2 separate regions of the Mus musculus genome follow, and region 2 is linked to region 1. Evidence: chromatin contacts called from public HiChIP or PLAC-seq data. All regions are on one chromosome and are shown on one strand. The core of a region is the stretch at or near the end of the contact, and the rest is flanking DNA. Distances in the headings are between cores, read along the strand shown.

The links. HiChIP or PLAC-seq counts read pairs in DNA pulled down with a chosen protein or histone mark.
Region 2: an H3K27ac HiChIP or PLAC-seq map of neural progenitor cells shows a contact between it and region 1, with 8 times the contacts expected there. The contact joins the enhancer-like site here to the promoter of Dbx2 in region 1. A contact is called at or near these places in 2 of 39 promoter capture datasets (hippocampal neurons and macrophages), 1 of 15 datasets of contacts at CTCF or cohesin (the G1E-ER4 cell line), 4 of 484 Hi-C or Micro-C datasets (brain, cerebral cortex, forebrain and 1 more), 5 of 115 datasets of contacts at active chromatin or transcription factors (astrocytes, embryonic midbrain, embryonic stem cells and 1 more) and 2 of 9 other capture datasets (embryonic stem cells and macrophages).

The regions. Positions count from the first base shown.
Region 1 is chr15:95,653,101-95,656,799 of GRCm38.p6, reverse strand. It overlaps Dbx2 (developing brain homeobox 2), which reads left to right and starts at 2,029. Exons shown (of 4, transcript NM_207533.2): 1 at 2,029-2,560. The coding sequence starts at 2,038. Gm31690 (predicted gene, 31690) reads right to left here and starts at 2,324. Exons shown (of 3, transcript NR_168499.1): 1 at 2,144-2,324.
Region 2 is chr15:95,689,360-95,693,058 of GRCm38.p6, reverse strand. No RefSeq gene overlaps it. Among named protein-coding and RNA genes, the nearest start is that of Dbx2, 36 kb to the right of the region's middle. Within about 2 kb of position 1,563, at least 25 of the 459 cell types and tissues checked have an H3K27ac peak or open chromatin away from gene starts, as enhancers often do. A contact at or near this core is called in cerebral cortex, forebrain and neural progenitor cells, where this site is marked.

The sequences.
Region 1 (3,699 bases), core at 780-3,279:
CCAGGATGGCCCCTAGGCTCAGGAAGAGGGGCACAGTCAAACTAAATGGTTAAGAGCAAAGCTGTAGAATCCTCACTTGTGATTTAGCTCACAGCCTTAGTATAGTTTTGTTTCCATCCTACTCTGGCAACGCTGGGCTAAGTGACAGTACCACCCCAACGGTACTGGGAAGACAGTGTAAATGAGCTAACGTGGGTAAAGCATATGCTACCATGCCTGGTACAACCAGGATGGAAGATACCAGGAAGGAATGAAAGTGGCATCTAACCTCTTCCACCACTCATCTCAATAGTTACAACTCTGCATGCTCCCTTCAAATACTACTGTAGTGATGTCGGAGTCTCAGTTCTGGGGAGACTTCCAGAAGGCTCTACCTCATATAGTCCCCTCAGTGTGAAATCCCCCCACAGACATTGCTTTTCTATTGCCACTAGGCTGAGAGTTCCTACAGGGCAAAGACTAGATCTTTTCTCCATGTTCCTAGAACCACTGCCTTCAATACATTAAATATCCCATGAAGGTCTGCTGGTTACATCAATAAGTGAATGTATATTGATGGTACGTACCAGCCTTGCAAATAATTCTGCTCAGGTACCATGGTGATAAAGCTGTCTATTGTATCAGAAAGAAACGGCAACAACTTCTTGGGTTTGGCTATTGGAGGTGATCTTTGAGAAGGGATCTTTATAATAAGTACAGTATTTATTCGGTGTCAGTAAAGTAACCAACTCATTGAGATGAATTGAAACAATAGCAACAAATTGTACTTGTGGTGTGTGTGGTGTGTGTGTGTGTGTGTGTGGTGTGTGTGGTGGGTGGGGGTGGGGTGGGTGGTGTGTGTGAGGAAGCCAGAGGACAATGTTTGGAAGCCAGTTCTCTCCAACCACGTGGATTCTAGAGATCAAACTTAGGTCACTCGGCTTGGTGGCAACTGCTTCTATCAACTGAACCATCTCGATGATCCCCCAAAGAAGGACATTTAGCTTTCTAACCCGGCAACTCAAAATAGGCATTTAAGTAAATGGAAACCAAGCCCAACTTATTTTTAGGGGCAAGGAGTAGAACTATACATTTGACTCCAACTTTGCAGATACTCTAATGAAGTCTTATCCTAAATAAATCTGTCTAAATTAGGGAAGGAGAGTAAGTGTTAATTGGAATCACAGTTTTAACACTCCATCGATAGTTTCCAAAATGGGAAGTTTTTAAAGCCTTGTAGTTAAAGGCCTGCCTCCCCCTCCCTCCCCCTCGCCCTCTCCCTTTTTCTCCCTTCCTCTTTACCCCACCCCTCCAATATGCTTTTTGTTTGCCCAGTCTCCCACTGGCATTAGTTAGGGAATAAGATTAAAAAAAAAGAAGAAAAAGAAAAAGAAAGAAAGAAGGAAAAGACGTCCCTTTGTAGGCATGCACACTTGTAGGTGCCTGTGGATGCCAGAAGAAGACATCTAATACGGTGGAGCTGGAGTTTCAGTGGGTTGTGAGCTGGGTGCTTGTAAGCGAACTCAGGTCCTCTATTAAGAGCAGCAAGCATAGCTAACCACTGAGCCACCTCTTCAGCCCCAAGCGCTGCTTCTTTAGATCAAAACCGATTACATCATCTCTTCTAGACTGCAGGTGTGGCCACCTTCCTCCAGAATCCTTAAAACAGATCTTATAAAACCTGAGATGATTCACTGGAAACGGAGTTTTGCCAAATAGCCAAGAAAAACACATTTCCTTTCTTCTTAAAACAGAGGCGCCCATAAAACCTGCAAAATGAGTTATCACTGGTACTAATATCAACGTTTTCGAGTCTCCCTGATGACAACCACGCTTCAGCGACCAAGTACATGTACCCTGGAGCTCATGATAACCAAAACCAGAGGGCCCAGGACTCCAGCAGCAGGGTCAAGGCTTGGCAGGCAGAGTGGCAGCGCCCCTTTTCCGTCCCCTCCACGCCCACCTCCTCAGCAAGAGTCCCCTCCCCTCGCTGGAGCCCAGACTCTCATTGCCTTCATTGTTGGCCGCATCTGTCACTTTGTGGGCAGGATGACATGAATGGATGGGCCGGACACACCTTCCATCCCAGTCCTGAAAACCCTGTCCGGATCTGCAGACCGTTCCCGGACGCTGCCAGAGGAGCCGCTGAGGGCCAAGGACTCACCCCTCAGCCCCGATCCTGTCCGCGCCCTGTCCCTGTCCCTTCGCACTCGCTCTCCACGGCTCCCCGGGCAGCGGGCGCGCACCATGCTGCCCAGCGCTGTGGCCGCCCAGGCCGGAGCCTACTGGGATGTGGTGGCGTCCTCAGCACTCTTCGGCCTTCCTGCGCCCGGCTTTGGCAGTCTGGGCAAGAGTTTCCTGATCGAGAACTTGCTGCGCGCAGGGGCCGGGCCCACGCACGCACCCCCGCCCCCACGCCCAGCGCCCGGTCCTGAGTGTCCGCAGCTGCGGCCACTGCCTGCCAGCCCAGTGCCGCTCAAGCTGTGCCCGGCCGGACCCTTTGGTGTGCGCTGGGCCTTCCAGATGCCCCCTGGCCGGGCTCCGGGGGAGCGGGACAGTGCCTTCCAGCCCTCAGCCCCAGGTGAGCTTTGGTCGAGGGGAACCTCGGCCCAGGAGACCCTTAGTTCTGGAGAACCTGGACCAAGGGGAGCCTCAGTTCAGGGGAGCCCTGAACCAGGGGAACTTCAGTCCAGGGAAGCCTTAGCCCTGGGGAGCCTCGATCTGATCTAGAGGAGGCGCAGCCCAGGCGAACTTCAGTCTAGGGGATCCTCAGTCTGGGAAAGCCTCAGCCCAGGGAAGCCTTGCTTTCAGGTGGTCCTCAGTCCAGAGAGAGCCCTGTTGCCAGCACAGTCCCCACCTGTGAGCCCCTCACAGCACGAGTGCTGACCTGGGTGGCCCACTGCAGAGGACTGAACTGGGGTGCAGATGCCGTTTCTGGACACTAGTTCTGATTCCTTTCCTCTCCACCCCATCCCATCCCGCACTCCTTCCTAGCATCCTCCCTCAACAGGTTGACTGGGCTACCTGGGCAGTTTGATCACAGCGGGTTAGCTGGGGGGTGGTGGGTGGGGGGTAGGGGGTGGGGGATTTGAGGTTTCTAGCTGACTGGCTCCTGTTTCCAAAGTTAGCATCCTCTCTTCTGCGGGAAAGTTGCTGGCAGGGTGGTGCTGCGGACTTTGCTGGCGGAGACCTCGCCGCTGGTTTGATAGGGCTCTAATGATTTGAAAAAGAGTTGCGCAAACTTTGGACTTTCCTTGCTTTCACAGTTTGGTGTACACTAAGGTGTAAAGTAATCAAGGCCTACGCTTGCATCAGGCTGAGATAGCTGACAAATGTTGAATTGATAACTAAATGAGGAAGTTCACATATAAATAGGAATTTACCGAAAGAAGGGCACTTTGGGTTTATTTATATGCGTACTGAAGAAAACCTAACTAGTAGAACTGGGAGGAAGGCTTTGGGCAACTGAGTTAAAGAAAGGTAAAGCTGCAACCAGCCATTAACAAAGTCTCCAAGCAATTGGGAAACAGAGATCCAACTGTTTTTCCCCCCTCCTTACTGCGTCCTTAGACGATCTTAACTCATTCTTTTAATCCCGGTGGGTTTGTCCGGAATGACTAACACGCCTTTCAGCAGTTTCCATTGTCCCAGCAAACTGCCAGATCAAATTTATTGCTAATGGCTTTATAGAACTTAGCATGTTTAGAACCTGTCCTGGCC
Region 2 (3,699 bases), core at 314-2,813, 37 kb before region 1:
TTTATTATTCAGAAACACAAGAGGCCAGACTACTGCATAAGAGCAGCTTTCTGGAGGATTTTTAACTTGGTTGGGAGGAGGGAGGTAGTGACTTCTATGTTCATTTTAATTCCCTTGAAAAAAAATCACATTAGAACATTTTAAAATGCTCAAGGAATTAGAATTAGTTTACTTATTACTTTTTAATGCTTTATCTGTATTTGTGTGTCTGTGTATGTGCACATGTGAGTGCAGGTGCACGTGGAAGCCATATAGACAGAGCCAGATTCCCTGGAACTGCAGTTGAAAGTGGTTGTGAGCTACCCAAAAGTGGGTTCTGGGGATTGAACTCCCGTCCTCTGGAAGAGTCGCGAGCTTTCTTAACCACTGAGCCATCTCTTCAACCCCAGAATTAATATTTTAAGAGTTATTCAAATTTTCTTAATTTATTTTATCAGTACTCTACTATATTATATCCGTGCTGTGAAAGAGTAAACATGACTTAGCATTTTGTCAGTTAATCATTTTGTCAGCCGAATCAGCAACCAATCATCTTCAGAAACATGAATTTAAATAGTAATTACTCTATGATAGTGCCCATATCTGTATCCATTTAACAGCCCACCAGACAATTCATATTACTAATTAAATTTTTCCTTTTGAGTAGGGTTTTTTTTTTTTTTCATGCACTTGATTCATACTGGACAAAGCCAGTTCTTTGGTTTACTGCAGTTTCTTTTCTTAAATTTTATGTGACTTTTGTTTGAATTTTGAATAATGGGAAAGAAGGGATTTGAGCATGCAGCCAACCTATCAAGTGTCTCCTCCCTCCCATTCAGATGAAATAGAAAGCAAATAATTATCTTGAGCTCTCATTCTGCTTTCCTTTGCTTCTACCGACTCTGTAGATTTTACTTGACCTTCAGTAGACAAGCTTGGCTTCACTTTGTATGGTCTAGTGTGCTCCCGGTGTGAATTTTTCTATGCACCTGACAGTCAAAACAAAACAAAACAAAACAAGCAAGCAAACAAACAAACAAACAAAAACCCCAAAAAACAAAACAAAACCCTCCTAGTTTCTGGAAGGCTTGCGCCAGGAAGCAGTTTTTAATGACAACAAATTGAAACGTTTGCACGAGGAAGTGTTGCTTTTATAAGTGATGGGAAACTTCAAATTTGATTACAGGCAACCTTTGGCTTCCTATCTGTTCAACAACAGGCCATGTTGTTAAGGGCAATTTCCATGCACAGCATGTGGGTCCCATTTTTCCATCCTTAGACATGGTTGTTTACTGTTCGGACTGTTTATGCATTTTAATCAGCCCCTTTCAGTCTCCCTTAATAAATCACTACAAAGAGAGCGCACCAAAACAAGGACCATTATGCTGTGTTGGTTACCCTTACAAATAATTCGCTGCTTGGAGTTTCCTTCAGTACGCAGATTTAAAAATAAATAAATAACAAGAACAGAAATCTATAGCCGAGAGTATTGCATTTCGAGTTGCTAAATAACCTCTTTGAGCTCCATTCTCTAACAGCAGGAGTCTGACTTTAAAATTCAGTTCAAGCAAGAATGACTTAACAATTGGAACCTGCCCTCACTCAGTCCTTGGGACTGAAAGTCTTTTCTTGACGGGATGGAGCTGACAGCCTAGTTCCTGCCTGGCAGGCACTCACATGAAATGAGCCTGTATTAGCAATAGATAAATGTTTTGACATTCAGGTATCTTGCTGTCTGAGAAGAGTATTACGGTTAAGGCAACAGTCAGAAAAGAAAAAGGGTTTCGGGTCTTTATGCCTGAGCGAGGAAGGACAATGACTTCTTAGTGTCATCTGGCACCCAGGCAAAGGCTCAACTCGAGCTATGGCTCTTTCTCTCTTTAAAGGCAAACTTTGATTTTTCTCTTAAATGAACTTGGTAAAAAGTGCATTTTTTCCCTCCAAGTTTTTTTCTTTTTTTTAAAATGAACTCATTGGACTTTCTTAACTTTGGTTTCTAGCATGAAGCAGATGTTCTATTAAGACATACTGTTTTAAATCCCAGGATAGGAATGCGAATACCACGGGGGAAAGGAAAGCCAAGGGCATTGTTTAACATGGATTTAAATTCTAAGACATGATATGGCACTTTAAATTTGAACCCGGTGATCAATACTGGCATATGCTAGAAGTATAACTAGAAAATTAATTTCCTAAATATGTGTTACAATTTAAAGCTTAGGGAGGTAATTTAGGAAATATAAGAATTGTATGAAAAATAATTTAAGTGAAAAGGAACCAAACCAAGCAATGATTAAATGTATATATTGTTTCCTTTCAAAATACATTGTATAACTCTTGGACCTCAACTTACAAAATCCCCTGGAGTCCCATGAAATACAGGAAAGTAGGTACTTCGCACAGGTCCTCAAAAACCCAGTTAGCCCAAATTCCGTGTGCCATGGAAAGGCAGTGAGCTTCGTGAAGAGATCAATGTGCTGGGTAGTGACGCATGTCTGTGACCTCAGCTCTTAGAGAGCTGAGTCAAGATAATTGGTGAAAATTTGAGGGCTGCCTGGGCCATAGATCGCGACGCTGTCACAAAAGGCAAAGACCAAGAAGGCAAACCGAACAAATCAGACACAAATGGCAGAACAAACAGACAAACAAACAAACAGAAGAGGTGAATATGAGTGTTTGGGGACCTCCAGAAGCATTCGTGTGAACGTGACAGTCATCCTTTGCAGGGTGTGCAGGTTTTAATTCTTCACACCCATCAGCGCCAAACCAAAAAAAAAAAAAATTTTTTTTAAAGTTTTCTAAACCGTCAGGATGCAGATCGTTTCTGTTTAGCTCCCCCTCCCCCACACCTTAGTCTTTATTTTTAGATCTTATTTCTCCGATCCAGGCTTTGAACCTTAGATCGGCTGGCAGATGGAACCTTTGCACGATGATTGTCCTCATTGCTCCAAATCCATGGATCCTAAGGGCATAGACAGGTAACTCCTGATATTTTCTTTGGTGAGTAAAAACCAATTTTAGTTAGGCGTATTTTATACAGTTAAAAACAAAACCCAAAGCCCTTACATTTACGAACCTTATGGGTGGGCATGGCAATATGGTTATGTTCTGGCAAATAGTGTGTCATCAGAAATACTGTATAAATTCTCCTAGAGGTTATATTTAAAAAATGAGTGTTTTCTCTCTATCCCCAAACATGGGGTCCTTCCAGTGAAGTAGTCTTAAATCCAGCTGGTTGGTTGCACCCCTGTCATTATGCCACTATTACGAGTGTGGGTGCATCTTCTCTGATGTGCATACCACGTTAGTGTGCAGGTTCCATAGCCAGTCAGGACTATTGATGACAATTCCACCCCAGCAGATTCCATAGTCTCTTCTGATCCTTCAAATGTTCCCATCACCAACGCAGGACTTACGGTTTGGTCCCAGCTCATTTTACCCCCTGCAGCAGGAGCAGTCAGTACTTTTGCTACTACTGAGCCGAGCTGCTATTTTGTTTGGATTGCAATTAGAAGCAGTGGCAATAGCCTGTGTGGCATACAAAGCTTCAGGGGCTCCCCTTGCTAGCAACTTGCAGGAAAGTAGCTGTGGTGGTTTGAATGAAAATGCATCCACACCCCTCCAACCCCCTTAAGCTCACAGGAAGTGGTACTGCTTGAAAAGGACTAGGAAATATAGCCTTGTTGGAGTAGGTGTGGCCTTGTTGGAGAAAGTGTATCA